2 separate regions of the Pan troglodytes genome follow, and region 1 is linked to region 2. The links are chromatin contacts, called in public HiChIP or PLAC-seq maps. All regions are on one chromosome and are shown on one strand. Each heading gives the region's core, a stretch centred on a gene start, on an enhancer-like site or on the middle of the called end of the contact. The rest is flanking DNA. Distances are from core to core; before and after follow the strand shown.

Region 1 (4,375 bases), core at 1,648-4,147, 260 kb after region 2:
CAGAGAGAGAAGGCAGCATACGTCAGAGTTTTCTTCTCTGCTCTTACAAGAAAGATCAATGACTTTAAGACTTTCACTATTTCTTCTACCGCTATCTACTACGAATTTCAAAGACGAACCAGGAGTACGGGAGGAGCATGAAAGTGGACAAGGAGCGTGAGCATTGAAGCACAGCACCACAGGGAGGGGTTTAGGCTTCTGGATGACTGCGGGCAGGCCTGGATAATATCCAGCCTTCCACAAGAAGCTGGTGGAGCAGAGTGTCCCCTGACTCCTCCAAGGAAAGGAGACTCCCTTTCGCGGTCTGCTAAGCAACAGGTGCCTTCCCAGACACTGGCGTTACCGCTTGACCAAAGAGCCCTCAAGAGGCCCTTATGCGGGCGTGACAGAAGGCTCACCTCTTGCCTTCTAGATCACTTCTCACAATGTCCCTTCAACACCTGACCCTATACCCGCCGGTTATTCCTAGGTTATATTAGTAATGCAACAAAGAGTAATATTAAAAGCTAATGATTAATAATGCTTATAACAATGATTGATAATTGTTCATGACCATCTCTATATCTAATTTGTATTATGACTATTCTTATTCTAACTATTTTCTTTATTATACTGAAACAGTTTGTGCCTTCAATCTCTTGCCTCCGCACCTAGGTAATCCTCCGCCCACACATATGTGGGGGAAAGGAAGCGAGATCAGACTGTTACTGTGTCTATGCAGAAAAAAAGAAGACATAAGAAACTCCATTTTGATCTGTACTAAGAAAAATTCTTCTGCTTTGAGATGCTGTTAACCTGTAACTTTAGTTCCAACCCTGTGCTCACAGAAACATGCGCTGTATTGAATCAAGGTTTAAGGGATTTAGGGCTGTGCAGGATGTGCCTTGTTAACTATATGTTTGCAGGCAGTATGCTTGGTAAAAGTCATCGCCATTCTCCATTCTCTATTAACCAGGGACACGATGCACTGTGCAAAGCCACAGGGACCTCTGCCCGAGAAAGCCTGGGTATTGTCTCCCCGACTGAGACAGCCTGATATGGCCTTGTGGGAAGGGAAAGACCTTACCATCCCCGAGCCCGACACCCGTAAAGGGTCTGTGCTGAGAATTAGTAAAAGAGGAAGATCTCTTTGCGGTTGAGATAAGAGGAAGGCCTCTGTTTCCCGTATGTCCCTGGGAATGGAATGTCTTGGTGTAAAGCCCACCAGTCATTCTATTCTGAGATAGGAGAAAACTGCCCTATGGCTGGAGGCGAGATATGCTAGCGGTGATACTGCTCTGTTACTCTTTGCTACACTGAGGTGTTTGGGTAAAGAGAAACATAAATCCAGCCTACGTGCACATCTGGGCACAGTACCTTCCCTTGAACTTATTTATGACGCAGATTCCTTTACTCACATGTTTTCCTGCTGACCTTCTTCCCACCATCACCCTGTTCTGCCGCAGTCCCCTTGCAGAGATAGTGAAAATAGTAATCAGTAAATACTGAGGGAACTGAGAGACCAGCGCCGGTGCAGGTCCTCGTATACTGAGTGTGCCGGTCCCCTGGGCCCACTGTTCTTTCTCTATACTTTGTGTCTTATTTCTTTTCTCAGTCTCTCGTCTCCACCTGACGAGAAATACCCACAGGTGTGGAGGGGCAGGCCCCCTTCAAACATGTTGGTCAGGCTGACCTGGAACTCCTGACCTCAGGTGATCCTCCAGCCTCGGCCTCCCAAAGTGCTGAGATTACAAGCGTGAACCACTGTGCCTGGCCCTCACCCCAGTTTATAGATGGGGGACCTAACGCACCCAAAGGGAACTGTGTGAGTTCTCACATCCAATGAGGGGCTGAACCGTGATTGAAACCCAGCAACGTCTCACTGTGGCATCTCTGCCCTTGAGTTATCTCCCAAAGGCATCCCAACCAGACTTTTCATAACCGGTCCCAGAATCTCACCAGTGCTCCATAGCTGTGGTTGAGGCACTGTCCCCAAGCCTGGGTCCTGAGACCCTACCAGCAGAGGAACCACTGCCTGTCCAGCCCCTCCTACACAGCTCAGGGGCTGGATCCCCACCAGTGTGATGTGCTGATTGAGCTAACACCACTCCATGGCTGTCTACACAGGCACTGAGAGATGCAATCCGTTGGCTTGAGAGCCGGGCAGCTGAGCCCAGGAGAGCAGGGTCCCCTCCCAGCCCTTTGGCCTCTTCCAGACTTGCCCAGTTGCTCCTTCTCCCTCCCTCCTTTCCTGGGGTCACTTCTTCTTCCCTCCTCAGTCTCTCCTTCCTCCATTCCCTGGGTGCCCGCCCCTGCCCCGGGGTTCTGGACCTCCATGGAACCTTGGATTCACTCTCTGCCTCTCACCCACGCTCTTTCTCTGGGGCGTCTCCTCGTGCTTTTCTCATGGTCACTTCACCAGGACCGACTCCTCCCCGGAGCCTGGAGGCACCCACTTGCTGGTGGGAGAGAGTGTCTGGCGTGGGGCCAGTCTCCCTCTTTGGGTCTCTGCCTCACTCCTCACTGCACCCTCTCATGCCTGTCAGTCTTTCTACCTCTCCCCCTTTTTGCCTCGGTTTCCCCATCCGTCTGTCCCTTCTTAAGCTCTCATCCTTACAGTACGCTAGACGGCAGGCTCTATTATCCTTTAGGATTTAGGCCTCTTTAGATAAAAGGGCTCACAGGCTTGGAGGGTTTTAAGTGACTTACCCGGCGGCGGAGTACTGATCTGAGTACCGCCCGCCGCCCCGGACTGCCCCGCCCCTCCCTAGCCCCCCATCCCCGCCCCTCCCTAGCTCCCCCATCCCCGCCCCTCTCCCGCCCCTCCCTTGTCCCCGCCCCTTCCCGCCCCAACTCAGGTTCTGCCCCACCCCGCCCCAATTCACGTACTGCTCCGCCCCGACGTAGGCCCCGCCCTGCCCCCGGGCCCCGCCCCCGTCAGACGCAGGCCCCGCCCCCTCTCCGCCCCGCCCCGGCTCGGGCGGCCGGAGGACCCGGAGCTAAGGCGCCCGAGCCCGCGGCGGCGGTGGGGACGATGTGGTTCTTTGCCCGGGACCCGGTCCGGGACTTTCCGTTCGAGCTCATCCCGGAGCCCCCAGAGGGCGGCCTGCCCGGGCCCTGGGCCCTGCACCGCGGCCGCAAGAAGGTGAGTGCGGCCGAGCTCCGTAGGCCGCGGTCGACCTGGGCCTTGCCTATTCCGCGCCGCCGGCCCCGTCGCGTCGCGCCCGGCCTGACGTGGCGGCGGAACCAAGGGGTAGCAGGCCGGGGAGGGGGCGGGCAGTGCCTACGTGGCGGGCGGAGGGACCGCGGGACCGACAGGCGGACAGGGCCGGGGTCACGTGGGCCCGGCGAAGTGTCCCTAAGGCTGACCTGGAGAGAGACCTGGCTGCGGGCCCTTGTCTTCCGGCCACACAACAGCTCTGGGACCATCTCAGGCCCCGCTGCCCTCCCCTAGGCCACAGGCAGCCCCGTGTCCATCTTCGTCTATGATGTGAAGCCTGGCGCGGAAGAGCAGACCCAGGTGGCCAAAGCTGCCTTCAAGCGCTTCAAAACTCTACGGCACCCCAACATCCTGGCTTACATCGATGGACTGGAGGTACCTGCTGCCTTGCCTGCCCGTCTCTGCCCCTCACGATGTCCTGGTTACCCACTCCTGTCTCCCCTCCTGCCCTGTTTCCACCCTATGTGCCCCAGCACCCCCAGATTTGGTTTCCTCTTCCCCATCTCTCCCAACTTCAAGTCGCTTATCTCTCCTTCCTCTCTGCCCCTCCGTCCTTGATAACCCTGTGTCCCCTTCCCCAGACAGAAAAATGCCTCCACGTCGTGACAGAGGCTGTGACCCCGTTGGGAATATACCTCAAGGCGAGAGTGGAGGCTGGTGGCCTGAAGGAGCTGGAGATCTCCTGGGGGCTACACCAGATCGTGGTGAGGTGGGGGGCAGTGGTGATGAGAGCAGGGATGGGGGCTTGCAGGTGCTGGGGCGTGATGGCTCCTTTTGCCCCCAGAAAGCCCTCAGCTTCCTGGTCAACGACTGCAGCCTCATCCACAACAATGTCTGCATGGCCGCCGTGTTCGTGGACCGAGCTGGCGAGTGGAAGCTTGGGGGCCTGGACTACATGTATTCAGCCCAGGGCAACGGTGGGGGACCTCCCCGCAAGGGGATCCCCGAGCTTGAGCAGTATGACCCCCCGGAGTTGGCTGACAGCAGTGGCAGAGTGGTCAGAGAGAAGTGGTGGGTGACTGGGGGCAGCGCGCCCCAACCTGCCCTGTCCTGGAGGCCCCTGCAGCCTCAGGACTCCTAGACTAGTTGGCACTCCCCTGTTCCCTGCTGCCTGGCTGGGGAGGGAATCAGTGTCCCAGGAGTGAGGGACACTCCTCTGCCCCCAGGGTCCTCAGG
Region 2 (4,455 bases), core at 615-3,114:
AACTAAAGGCAAAACGTAACTAAAACTAATAAAACAAAACTTGGAAGAATATTTGCATAAGCTTATGTCGAGGAGACCTTATTAAACAAAGCAGGAAACCTAAAACCCATACAGGAAAAGAATTGCACAGTGTTGTGTGGTAGAAAAAAAACCCCACAAAGTTAAAAGACAGGTTGGGAAAAATATGTATGTAACACATTTGATATCCATTGGTTACTGCTGATGGTGGGAAACTGCAAACATTTTCCGTAAAGAGCCAGAGAGTAAATATTTGAGGCTTAAGGGTGTGAACCCCAAAAGAGGTTCATGATGGATCCGGAGTGGCTAACTAGGCCTAAATTCAAAATACAGCCAAGCAGCCATTGGCTGACTAGAGGTCACACATACTTCGGTTTTTGTTTGCTTTTTTTTTTTTTTTTTTTAGGCGGAGTCTCGCTCTGTTGCCCGGGCTGTAGTGCAGTGGCACAATCTCGACTTACTGCAAGCTCCGCCTCCCGGGTTCACGCCGTTCTCCTGCCTCAGCCTCCCAAGTAGCTGGGACTACAGGTGCTCGCCACCACGCTAGGCTAATTTCTTTTTTTTTTCTTTTTTTTTTTTTTTAGTAGAGACGGGGTTTCACCGTGTTAGCCAGGATGGACTTGATCTCCTGACCTCGTGATCCTCCCGCCTCGACCTCCCAAAGTGCTGGGATTACAGGCGTGAGCCACCGCACCCGGCCTTTGTTTGCTTTTTGAGACATGATCTTGCTCTGTCGCCCAGGCTGGAGTGCAGTGAGGCGATCATGACTCACTTCAGCCTCGACCTCCCGAACTCAAGCGCTCCTCCAGCCTCAGCCCCCAGAGTGGCTGAGATCACAAGAACCCGCCACCACCGCCCGCTAATTTTTTGTAGAGAAGGGGTTTCGCCACGTTGCCCAGGCCGATCTTGAACTCCTGGGCTCAAGTTAAGGGAGGAGACCACCCCTCATATTGTCTTACGCCCAATTTCTGCCTCCAAAGAAAGAAAAAGTAAAACTAAAAGGCAGAAATGAAATCCACAAGCAGACAGCCCGGCCTCACACCCTAGGCTTGGTAAAGATGGACCCCTGACCTAATCGGTTATGTTATCTATAGATTACAGACACTGTATAGAGAAGCACTGTGAAAATCCCTATCCTGTTTTGTTCTGATCTAATTACTGGTGCATGCAGCCCCCAGTCACGTACCCCCTGCTTGTTCAATTGATCACAACCCTCTCAGGCGCACCCCCTTAGAGTTGTGAGCCCTTAAAAGGGACAGGAATTGCTCATTCGGGGAGCTCGGCTGGTGAGACAGGAGTCTTGCCGATGACTCCAGCCGAATAAACCCCTTCCTTCTTTAACTCGGGTGTCTGAGGAGTTTTGTCTGTGGCTCGTCCTGCTACAAAGTGATCCGCCTGCCTCGGCCTCCCAAATGCTGGGATTACAGGCGTGAGCGACCGCACCTGGCCTGGGATGGACATTTTTAAGGTTCCTGATACATATTGCTAAATTGTTTTCTCGAAACGCTCTATACCATCCCACCAGCATTGTATGACGCCTACGGTTGAGATTTTTGGCTCAAAGAATTACGGTGTATTTCAAGGGGAGAACCCTCTTCTCATCTTACCCCTAAACTCTATCCTTGAGTGACCTACCTTCACTCCCAAGCCTCCAGTCACCCACTGGGAATCTCTACCTGGAAATCCCAGAGGCACTCAAACTTAACGTGTCCAAAACTAAATTATCCGTCACCGTCTCACCTCATATCCCCCCAAATGCCCCAGATTCAGAAAACATACCCATCACTGTGGCTGGCACCACGGTGATAAGCACGATAATAACCATGGCAACCAGATTCCCTACTGAAGCCATTCTTTTAGGATGAACCAAGGGCACAACAGGCAGAGATGACAAGGGGAATGGAGAAGGGGGTACAGTAAGTTTTAGTCGAAGGCACGCGCACGACAACGCCTGCGCACCACGGATCAGGGCAAAAGGGTGACAAACATGCGCCACTGAGCTTTATCGAGCAGCCGATGCCCAGAAAACAGGCATCCGCACACAGACTCAGTTTCCTTGTAGGCAACTCCCGGGCGTTGCGAGTCACAACCGGCATTCTCGCGCCGTGAGAAAGAACTGCGCAGCTGCTGACTGGCGGGCCGCCAGGCGCGTGCGTAGAGACGCCCACACGCCCGCTGATGCGCACGCGCCCTGGGCCGCGCGTGCGCGCATGGGGTTCCGGAATGAGCCGGGGAAAGCAAGGGGAAGGTTTGGGGTTGGTTCCCGGTTTTGCGCATGCGTGCACTGCACAAACCATTTGGCGGGTTTTTCCGGCCACTCTGTTCTGCCACCGTCACTGAGAAGCTCAGCGGTAGCTTTTGGGAAGCAGGACGTTCTCACCAGGAGAGCGTCCTCTCGAGATTTCTGCTCCCTCCATTCAGGGCGTTTGGGAGCCACCCCTTCATTTTTTAAAAAAAATATTTCTCTGTGACCGACGGCCGGGGCCTTCTGACGGTCTGAGGTCCTGCTTGGGTCAGTCACCTCCAGTCACGGTCCGCGGAGGGGGGAAGGATAAGAGGGCGAGGAGCTCATCGCTCGCCACCCCCGTGGGCTTCTTGGGCGCAGGTCGGAGCTGGGTGGGCCGGCTCCCCGGTCCCTGGCTTGGGCGACCATGTCCGCATCCGCCCAGCAGCTGGCGGAGGAGCTGCAGATCTTCGGCCTAGACTGCGAGGAGGCTCTAATTGAGAAATGTGAGTCCCGCACCCCTCCCGCCCTGCAGCCGTGCTCCACGCTCTCGCCCGAGTTCCTCGGCGCCTAGAACCGAAAGTGGAGCGCTTCCAATTTCCACTTCCCCTGGAGCGGAGTTCTCGGTGGCTGTGAGATGAAGAATCAAACTTGAGTTTTGAGATTTAGGATGTGGGGACTTTGAAATGCCCACCGGGTACCGCTTGGATGCCAAATCAAAAATAGGAATATGCAGCACGATTTTAAACCAACTCGAAGTTCCCGAAAGGCGGAATTGGGATGTGCTAGATCGAGACTAGGCACTGGTGGCACCTGAGTTTGGAAATTGTTGAAGCCCCGGTAACAAAGCAAGAGATGTGGGGGTTTTGAAATGTAGCTTTTTATTCTTGGCTCCTCCCTTTCCAGCCTACACCTTAAACCTCTGCTGATCCATCAGTTATTTTATCATAGCTGTTGGTGGTCTGTGCAAATATGAATCCCTTGAGGTAGGTTCCTAAAATTGAATTTGAGCTGTGGAAGGAGCTTTAGGGAGCTTTACAGATGGAGAAACAGACAAAGAAAGCTAATTGCCTGAGCTGTCTGTGAAGCCAGGTGTCCTGCCTTGGAGTCCCGTGCTGCATCATACGGGTCCATCGTGTTGGTCAAGCTGTAGAGCAGTGTAAGGAGTCATTTGAAGCAAAGCCTGGGAGATGTGGAAGTTCTAGAATCGGTATGAATGTGCACCTGCCTTAACCACTCAACACTTTGAACTTCTTATATACAAAAAGATAACGAAACGTTAATTTATGGTGAGAAATTCCTTTCAGAAACCAGAATACTTCAAGTCTTCATGCCCAGTGCCTTCTCTCTCTCTCTCTCTCTTTTTTTTTTTTTTTTTGACAGTCTTGTTTTATCACCCAGGCTGGAGTGCAGTGGTGCAATCTCGGCTCACTTCAGCCTCCGCCTCCCAGGTTCAAGCGATTCTCCTGCCTCAGCCTCCCAAGTAGCTGGGATTACAGGCGCCCGCCACCAGGCCCGACTAATTTTTTTTTGTACTTTTAGTAGAGAAGGGGTTTCACCATGTTGGCCAGACTGCTCTCGAACTCCTGACCTCAAGTGATCCACCCACCTTGGCCTCCCAAAGTGCTGGGATTACAGGCATAAGCCAGCAGGCTCGGTCCTTCTCTTTTTAAAAGAAGACTAGCCAGGCGTGGTGGCTCACGCCTGTAATCCCAGCATTTTGGGAGGCCAAGGCAGGTGGATAACCTGAAGTCGAGAATTTGAGACCAGCCTGACCAACATGGAGAAACCGTGTCTCTACTAAAAATACAAAATTAGTTGGGCGTGGTGGCGCATGCCTGTAATCCCAGCTACTCAGGAGGCTGAGGCGGAAGAATCGCTTGAACCTGAGAGGCAGAGGTTGTGGTGAGCCGAGATCACACCATTGCACTCTAGCCTGGGCAACAGGAGCGAGACTCTGTCTCAAAAAAAAAAAAAAAAGTCTTAAGTGGAAAACCTGATCATAGTCAGAAATGTATGTGGTAAGCATGAAATCAGCATGAGAGAAATTAGTTATGTGAACCAGATTTGTAAAGGCTTCAGGCCAAGATGCCAGTTGCTTTCATCTCATGGCAATGGCTTTGGAATTGTGGACTTTGGATCATCAGTAACTTCAGTGGCACCTTAATGTTTCCTGACAGTCAACCGTATTTCCCTTTTTTTTGTTGTTGTTG

Evidence for each region. HiChIP or PLAC-seq counts read pairs in DNA pulled down with a chosen protein or histone mark.
Region 1: an H3K4me3 HiChIP or PLAC-seq map of stem cell-derived excitatory neurons shows a contact between it and region 2, with 2.0 times the contacts expected there. The contact joins the promoter of SCYL1 here to the promoter of POLA2 in region 2. A contact is called at or near these places in 2 of 7 Hi-C or Micro-C datasets (induced pluripotent stem cells and stem cell-derived neural progenitor cells) and 1 of 1 datasets of contacts at active chromatin or transcription factors (stem cell-derived excitatory neurons).

What each region holds. Positions count from the first base shown.
Region 1 is chr9:67,846,428-67,850,802 of NHGRI_mPanTro3-v2.0_pri, forward strand. SCYL1 (SCY1 like pseudokinase 1) reads left to right here and starts at 2,898. Exons shown (of 17, transcript XM_063783090.1): 1 at 2,898-3,124; 2 at 3,434-3,574; 3 at 3,781-3,903; 4 at 3,984-4,210. The coding sequence starts at 3,014.
Region 2 is chr9:67,588,666-67,593,120 of NHGRI_mPanTro3-v2.0_pri, forward strand. It overlaps POLA2 (DNA polymerase alpha 2, accessory subunit), which reads left to right and starts at 1,865. Exons shown (of 19, transcript XR_001707349.4): 1 at 1,865-2,748.